Regions from separate parts of the Mus musculus genome. Here all the other regions are linked to region 3. A link is a contact called in public Micro-C and promoter capture Hi-C data. All regions are on one chromosome and are shown on one strand. Each heading gives the region's core, a stretch centred on a gene start, on an enhancer-like site or on the middle of the called end of the contact. The rest is flanking DNA. Distances are from core to core; before and after follow the strand shown.

Region 1 (2,700 bases), core at 15-2,514, 670 kb before region 3:
CAAGATCTCTGTGAACTTGGATGGCAGGGGTCTGTTCCCTTCAGGGTAAACGGCAAACTGGTAAGAAACTAAGTCCTAATTTAATGGTGGAATTAAAAAAAATAAATTTCGGTACAGTGCCACACAAGGAACAATTTAGTGGCATTGTTGTGTGATTATCCTAAAAATATTATTTGAATAGCATCATATTGGAGTAAAAAGAAAGTAGGGTGCTTTCTAGAACTTTTTTTCCCCATTACTAAGACTCAGACATATCTAATTTAAGAATTCCAAATCCTGAGGCAGGCGGATTTCTGAGTTCGAGGAGAGCCTGGTCTACAAAGTGAGTTCCAGGACAGCCAGGGCAAGTCCTGTCAAAATCATTGGCTCAAGGTTTATTTTCAGTGATCTTATAATCCCAAGCCCGGTCGTAGTTACCTGTCCCGAACCCCAATTGCATACATTAAAAAAAAAAAAGTCCACATCCTTTTCAATAACAAGTGAAAGGGGAAGGAGGGTGGTATCTAGTATAAAATTGCACATGCCTGGTGTCCTGAACAGAATCCCAGTCTGGGTTTTTTCTCACAGGCGTGACCTCTGCTCCAAGCACGTAATTGCCAGAGGGAGGAACAAGTGTCATCAGCTCAAAGGAAAAACCTGTTAGGGGTCTTTTCCTTTCCTTTCCTTTCCTTTCCTTTCCTTTCCTTTCCTTTCCTTTCCTTTCCTTTCCTTTTTCCTTCTCTTTCCTTTCCTTTTTCCTTCCCTTTCCTTTTTCCTTTCCTTTTCCCCCTTTCCTTTCCTTTCCTTTCCTTTCCTTTCCTTTCGTTTCTCCTTTCCTCTTTTCTTTTCCTTTCCTTTCTCCTTTCCTCTTTTCCTTTCCTTTCTCCTTTTCTCTCCTTTTCTCTCCTCTTCTCTTCTCTTCTCTTCTCTTCTCTTCTCTTCTCTTCTCTTCTCTTCTCTTCTCTTCTCTTCTTTTCTTCCATTCTTTCTTTTCAAACGAATCACTTTTGGGGAGGAGTCAAAGTCCTCGCCAGGAGAGTACCATCTTTTCCCCACACCGGCCCCCTCACTCCCCAGCCTTTTCCCAAAGCCCTCCTGGGAAGAACTTCCCCTGGTCACCCCGGGCTCCACCTGCCCCAGTGGCCCCCAATCCCGCCCGGTTGCCTCGGCTCCGCCCGGCGCGGCGTCCCCAGGCCAAGCCGGGGTCGCTCGGGGCTCCCGGGCCGCGGCCCCCAGGTGCGGCGGGGGAGGGGCGCGGGGCGGGGCGGAGAGGAGGAGTGGCGCGGAGCGTGTGCGGCCGGGGAAGCCATTGCCTGGTTAATAGTTGCTGTTGCTGCACTTCCGCTTCTCTCCCAGTGAGAGCGAGACACGAGTGGCCAGGCCCAGTCGCAGCCGCAGCAGCAGCCGCGGCGGCGGCACGGAGCAGCCAGACACAAAGAGAGGTGCGGGGGCCCCTCAGGGCGGGCGGGCCGCGGGGCCTGGGGCCGCGGGGCCGGGGGACGGGCGGCACCGCCGGGCCGCGGGCAGCAGGGCCGGGCGACCGGGATGGCGTGGCGGGCCCGGGCGGCGGGGGCCGCGCGAACTGTCAGAGCGGCCCGGTCCCCGCGGGGACCCGCCCGCCCGGGGCGCATTGTGCGCGTCGGCCTGCGAGCGCAGCCCCGCGTGGCCCGGCCTGGCCAGGAGCCGTGTCCCCGCGGCCCACGCGGCCCACGCTCGGCTTGCTCACCCACTCTCGCTGCTCGGCTCGTCCCGACCTCGCCAAACTCGAGCGGACGCCGGGAGGCCTGGGGGACCGCGGCGGCGGCTCCCGGCCCTCCCCGGGCCGCCCCCGCGCGATCGTGGCCCCCGTGTCTCTTCGGCCGGTGCGGCGGTGGGCCCCGAGCCTCTGCAGGCAGCGGGGGCGGCCCGGCCCGCGCCCTCCTGACAGCGGAGTTCCTTCCCTCTTTGCAGCGCCTGCATGGTCTGTGTTTCTGTTTTGTTTCCTCCCCCTGCAGGGGCCGTTCGCGGGGTGGGGTGGGGGGTTCGCTATGTCGGATGACGATTCGAGGGCCAGCACCAGCTCCTCGTCATCTTCGTCCTCCAACCAGCAGACCGAGAAAGAAGGCAGCACCCCCAAGAAGAAGGAGAGTAAAGTCAGCATGAGCAAAAATTCGAAGCTTCTCTCCACCAGCGCTAAGAGGTATCCCACTCCTTTCTCCACAGGCATCCGAGCTTCCCAGTGGCCTCGTGCTGCATGTCAGGGAGGGAGGCTTCAACGACGTTCTCGTGAGTTCTCAGGCAGGAAAATGGGGCATGGGAGTCCCACCTGTTTTCTCTACTGCTCGCTGCTTCTGGTTTTGTTAGTGCCCTCGTCCATATGCAGGAGTTGTGGTTGGCCTCGTCCGTTTCTTGTTGAAGTTTCAAGAATCCTCATTACTTTTATGAGTGACTCCCAATGTGATTTCAGAGTCTTCATCCTAGTAATCACGAATCTCTGACTTCCCGGAGGCTGTCATCATACTTCATTATTAAGAGTACCTTCCTGGGCAACTCTGTTAAAACTAGTTCTGACCATCTTTCTTCCTCTTCACCTGTTGCAGGGGTGGTGTTTTCTGAATAGGGTTTTCTCCATACATCGCTTAAGGAATAACTAACTCTCATTAGCGGTTAAAAGAATGTCATGTTTTCTGGCAGAATTTGAAGAACCTTTGCCTGTTTGGAGAGTTAAGGGAGATGAAAGAA
Region 2 (2,700 bases), core at 53-2,552, 580 kb before region 3:
GGGTCTATTTACTGTTTTAAAAATAACTGCTGGGGAGAAAAGACTGTTGGAGCCGACTCCAGAGTTGTTGCAGCAGCCCAGGCTAGACCGGATCTAGACTCACAGCCATGGCTCCCACCCCAGATGTGTTTGGGGGGAGAACAGCAGAGGTATTGTGAGGGTAGTCTAGCTCAACTTGCTAAGGATGAAATAGAGTATAAAAAGCAGCGATTTCTCGCCTGTTAGAAACGTTTAAATTGCTGATTTCAGGCTGATTAGCTAACAGAAAAGATTGCTATTGGTGGAAAGTGGGGAAATGTTCACATGTAAACTTGTCTATCTTACGACATGCTCCAACATTCTATACCTAAATATTCCTGGGCAAACTGGGATGCATTTTGCAACGGTCATACCCAAAGCCTAAAATTTCATATAAACTGTCCTATCGGTGCCAATATCTGTTAGCTCATTTAAAATATATACCTTAAAGCACATCTTCCTGGATTCACCTCAAGCACGTATCTAATTTGTTTCCATTTTCAGTTTGCTAGAAAATTTACATGCAAGGTGAAATGCACCAGTCTGTAGTATACTTTTGCTGAGTTCTAAAAATGCATGTACACATCCTAAATGAGAGAGAGGTCAAGGGACATTCCTAACCCGCTGATGGATATGGGAATCCAGAGCTGAGATTTTCGCTGGAAATGTGAATGTGAGGATCACCACAACACAGGTTTATTTAGGTGATGAGCCTGGATAAAACACCTAAGGTGATAGGAAAATGAAGGGTTGACTCCGGAAGCTAGATGTTGAGAGCGTTGGGCAGGAGACGCCAGTCAAGCTCAGAGTCCTGGAAAGCTTGGCGGCAGTAACCATGTGGGACCATGGAGGTGACCAGATTGGCTTGTGCTAGGGAGGAGGGAGCAAACAACCTCTAGCAGCGGGAGATCTGCAGGCAAGGGATAAGCGGCTGCGAGACAGGCTGGGAAGGAGGGAGGGGGGTGAGGTGAAGTGGGCGGGGTCGGTGCTGGGAGGAAGGCCGGGCCCGGCATGGCAGAGGGGCGAGGCTTGAACAGGAGCAACGGGAGGGGACGGGGCCGACGGGCCAAGTCCAGGGAGAGACGTATCCAAACAGAGGGGGCGGAGCCGGGAGAAGGGAAAGTCCAGAGCCAGAGTGTAAGGAATGGAGGGAAAAGGAGAGGGCGTGTCTGGGGAGGGGCTGGTGGGTCCACGGATTGGAAGAAGAGGTCAGGACCGCTCGTTGGGGGCGGAGCCTGTATAGAGGAAGTGGGCGGAGCCAAGGGTAGGAGCGGGAGAGTCGAGGAGAGGAGGAGCGGGCGGCCTGAGGAGGAGGAGCGGGCGGAGTCACCGCACCGCCGGCGGCGGCGGAGGAGGGGGGTGTGCGCGGATCACATGGTCGAGGAGCCCTCCAGGTCAGCTGCCGTGCCCGCTGCCGAGCCCTGCCACAGGAAACTGCTGTGCCGCGCTTGTGCCGTGCGGCCCCCAGGAGCCGCCCGCACCCGGTGCTCATGATGTGGGCCCGCGAGCGCCACCGCCTGCAGTCCCGGGCGGCGCGGTGAGGGCCGCACCCTGTCCAGCGCCATGGAGCTGAACGCAGGTAAATGTAGGAGGGAGGCTCGGGGGTCAGGGATGCGTGTCTGTGCGTCCATCTCGCGTGGGGTTGCTGGGATCCCGCACTCGGGCTCCCCGCGCGCCGGACGCCCCCCTCACATGGCCCTGCCGCACTGGCCACGTGCACGGTGTGTTTACGTTCGGCGGCGCGGGCGCTGGTTGGCTGCGCGGGCGAGTGACGCAGCATTACATAATGCGAGCTGGGTGGTGGCGGGCGGAGACACGTGAGGCCGCGGGGCGACCCACATTACCCGGGGCCGGAGGAACACGTGGGGGCGGTGCCGCGGGGGGAGCCCATAGTCTGCGCGAGGCCCCGCCCCCGGGGCCTCCGCCGTGACGTGGCCTCGGTCCCGGGTCTCCCGCTGTTGCCCACTGCGGGGCCCGCTGCGCATGCGCATCCGCCGCAAGTTCGGCGCTGGTCCCGCCGCAGTGCGCGCGGCAGCCTGCGCGTCCCCGGGTGACCCCGGCAGGGCTGACCTTGCTAGACAGGGAGTGCGTAGGTCGTTCTCGCTCAGAGTCTTGCGGGAGTCGCGCAGCACCTTCCGGATGGACAGCGTGTACAGAGCAATTCGCTTCCAGGGGGACTTAGCCTAGAAGTCCTTTTAAGCATGGAGGGGAGGGGAGGGGCTTTTCTGCTCGCAGCTCGCTCTGATCTGAGGACTGGTGATCTAGGATTTCAGAACCTTACGTAAAACTTTTATTTACGTTAAAAACGTTTTAGCTTCGCGCCCAAGAGTTTGAGGCAGATGGCGGCAGAAAGTAGCAAGCATGGGCTACTGTGTGAGATCCTCACTCAAAATGCCCAAAGAACAAAATAACCCCTTTTGTTTTCAGGACTGACTTTGAACCCCCAAAAGACATGGTCATATAATACCTAACCTTCCTCGCTTCGCTTTAGTCGACCGCAGTGATGACCCTTATACCTGAAGCAAATGAAGTTTTCATTTTGAATATTTTGAGTTCTTTGCACTTTTAAAAACCATCGCAGTTCTAACATATGTTTTATGAATTTTTAGACCAGTGGTCAAATTAGTTTCAGGACTATTTTGATTACCTATAGTCCTTCTTAGTCATTGCCGCATATGAAAT
Region 3 (2,700 bases), core at 161-2,660:
TTAATATCTCTCCGGGTCAATTGAAGCACGGCCAATCAGCATGAAAACACTCTAAAATCTGCCCCTGTCCAAAATACTTCCCACGAAACACCTTTTCATTAATGGTACCAAGTTCATGACTTCTTTCAGAACGGGAAATAACAAGCTGAAGTGAATTAGGGAGATCAGTCATCCAGAATATTCAGAATGAATCACAGAACGTTTCTTTACCAAAAAGAAAATTTTATTCCTTTGCAACACAGTGAGGATATTTCATTACAGTATCATCAAACATGCTAAACCAGAGATAAATCATATAAAGAAACTCCCCAACGGGTCTACACTACTTAATACGGTCATCGTTAACTAAATTGCTTGCTGTGTTCTCCTTTTCATGCATTGAACAAAGAATGTTCAGTTTTAAACAGGTCTTTAAAAACTGATCACTAGTATCTAGGATCAACCACACTTGAAGAGGAGGAATTTATGCAATGTTATTTTCTGATTCGACAGTCTTTGAGTTCTTCATGTGTGTGCAAAGGGCAGAATGGGATAGCGAACCTGCCTGCCCAGGTATTCTTTTCTTTATTTGACTCACTATAGAAATGCTTAATAGACCCTTTAAAAACTTCCCATTTGGGGCAAATTATACAGTTAGCCTTTAATTAAAAACAAACAAACAAACAAACAAAAAACCAAAAACAACCCACGTATGCACACTCCGCCCCCTCCCTCTTAAAAACAAACCAGAAGGCTTTAAGAATTAGCTCCAATAATAATCCCACTGCAGTCACGGGAAATCTTCCTCCAAAATGACAACTAACCCTAACAATAGAAACCCTCCAAAGACGTCTTTCCCGGTCTTAGGGAGCACAGCTGACACCACCCGGATCGTCACAAACATGCAGAACCCAAAAGAAGCAAAGGAAAAGAGCGATTCTGGAGGGAGGGAGCCTGCGGAGCGGATGAGAGGCAGACTGGCACTGAGCAGCAGCTTATTCAGGACCTTTCTCCTTTCCAAAGCCTGGAGTTCCTGTGCAGGAGCCAAAAAGATGGGACACGAGACCCACAGTCCCTTTAAATCGCCCACCCCCGCGCCTGTCAGCCTCTTCCGAACCCCCATGCCCTACAACTTCCTCCTCATGGAAACTTCCACTGGGTTCGGAGCCCAGGACGTCAAACTCCATTTCACAAGGAGCTTGTCCCTAGTTGGGTTCTGGCTTCAGGTCCCTGCACCGGGTGCCCGAGCCCGAGAGGAGCCGGTCTCAGAGGCCAGCTTCAAGGACAGAGCGCGTCGCTGGCCACCCGCGCCCGGCCCGCAAGACCTGTAGACCTCCCCCCACGCCCGCCCACCCTGCCAAGTTACCAGAGCGCTGGAGCCTGGAGGTGGCGCCCCAAGGCGGCGTGCTGGCGAGCTGCGGCCGAGCAGCCGGTGGCCTCAGCTCTGGTGCTCGTATTAGCCATGCAAAGTTAATCCCGCCGCGTCACGCCGGCCGGCCGCCCGCCCAAGGCTGCGCCGTGCTCGGCCGAGCCGCAGTCTCCTCCCCGCTCCGCCCCCTCCGCCACGGGGTCCAGTACTGCGCGGGCTCCCGAGCGAGCCCTATTCCCTTGACCTGTCAACTCTCCTCCGGCGCCGACGCTGAGGGGCGCAGCGTGGGTCCCAGGACACCGGCGACCTCTCTGCCGCGACCTGCGCGGGCGGCGAGGTGCAGGGCCGGAGTCTCCGACTCCGGAGGACCCAGCGCGGTAGCCTTACTAGGGACTAGGGTGTCAGCTCCTCCGCCGCTGGCGAACCGCCGACCGTTCTTCCCCTCTGGTCCTCTAGCCTGTTCGATTCTCCCAGCAGCTGCGGCAGGCTCAGGCCACCCTGGCTCCGCCAGAGTATCAGAGACGAAATGGCTTCCGGGCTGTGCTCCCTGCCACTGCCCGAGCAACCCTCCACTCGAGTGCCCTGCGCACCTGCCGCTTATGTGCAAATGTCCCCCGCTACGACTCTGCGGTAACGGCGCCTTGTGCGCCACCCTCCCCCGGGGTCACGTAGCTGCGGGTCTGGTGGACACGCGTCCACCCACCCAACTGCAGGAGCGTGGAGGATCCATTTGAGCCATCATTCTTTTAGTTGAAGAGGTAGGAGTGTGACAGGGGGTGGGGTAGGGTATGAATGACAGGAGATAGAGGGGATCTCCAGGGGCACAACCCTCCTGAGTCGCCCGACAGGCGCGGCAGGTGTCACCGCGCTCCTCCTTCCGCCCCCAAACCACTTGTGGTGCGCTTGGAAACACGGGGCGCTCAGATCCTCCTGTGGCTCTGGACGCTCTGCTCCCCCACACCAATGGGCAATGCCTTGCTTGCCCTAAATGAGAAGTGCCCCCCCCCCCCAACACCTCACTGAGTGTGTTCCGGGTTGGTTCTACAAGTAGGGTTTAAAGGGACACCTCGTTATTTCGCCTCTGTCCTAGAAATATAAGTACAAAACCAGAAGACAAAAATAATCTCCACCCTGGAAGGGTTCTGCACTTGCAAGCATAGCGCTGAAATGTCCATACCTCAAGTTCCGAAGGTCAGGTTGGGAGAAAACAGCGGGCGACAGTGTGCTGTTCCAGATGACCCAGGCAGTCTTCCAGCTACGCCTTGGAGGTAGGTTTTATTGGAAAAACGCAGAGTGCTCAGAGAACTCGCAGCCAATGGGAAGTTAACAATTGCGACAAAACTACTTTGATT

What was found. Promoter capture Hi-C pulls out the DNA fragments that hold promoters and counts their contacts. Hi-C and Micro-C count contacts between places; a contact is called where the count stands out from the background.
Region 1: a contact with region 3 is called in a promoter capture Hi-C map of pre-B cells. The contact joins the promoter of Ube2e1 here to the promoter of Thrb in region 3. A contact is called at or near these places in 6 of 39 promoter capture datasets (cranial neural crest, embryonic stem cells, frontonasal cranial neural crest and 3 more) and 1 of 115 datasets of contacts at active chromatin or transcription factors (astrocytes).
Region 2: a contact with region 3 is called in a Micro-C map of embryonic stem cells, with 9 times the contacts expected there. The contact joins the promoter of Nr1d2 here to the promoter of Thrb in region 3. A contact is called at or near these places in 9 of 39 promoter capture datasets (cranial neural crest, embryonic stem cells, frontonasal cranial neural crest and 4 more), 7 of 484 Hi-C or Micro-C datasets (LSK cells, Sertoli cells, Th1 cells and 3 more), 13 of 115 datasets of contacts at active chromatin or transcription factors (the 230-238 cell line, DN3 thymocytes, astrocytes and 7 more) and 3 of 9 other capture datasets (adipose tissue, liver and pancreatic islet).

The regions. Positions count from the first base shown.
Region 1 is chr14:18,330,408-18,333,107 of GRCm38.p6, reverse strand. It overlaps Ube2e1 (ubiquitin-conjugating enzyme E2E 1), which reads left to right and starts at 1,264. Exons shown (of 6, transcript NM_009455.3): 1 at 1,264-1,421; 2 at 1,974-2,158. The coding sequence starts at 2,007.
Region 2 is chr14:18,237,708-18,240,407 of GRCm38.p6, reverse strand. It overlaps Nr1d2 (nuclear receptor subfamily 1, group D, member 2), which reads left to right and starts at 1,302. Exons shown (of 8, transcript NM_011584.4): 1 at 1,302-1,597. The coding sequence starts at 1,582.
Region 3 is chr14:17,659,670-17,662,369 of GRCm38.p6, reverse strand. It overlaps Thrb (thyroid hormone receptor beta), which reads right to left and starts at 1,410. Exons shown (of 10, transcript NM_001113417.1): 1 at 1,346-1,410. It overlaps LOC115488350 (serine/arginine repetitive matrix protein 1-like), which reads left to right and starts at 792. Exons shown (of 3, transcript XM_030248233.1): 1 at 792-1,138; 2 at 1,206-2,106; 3 at 2,439-2,454. The coding sequence starts at 792. The coding sequence ends at 2,082.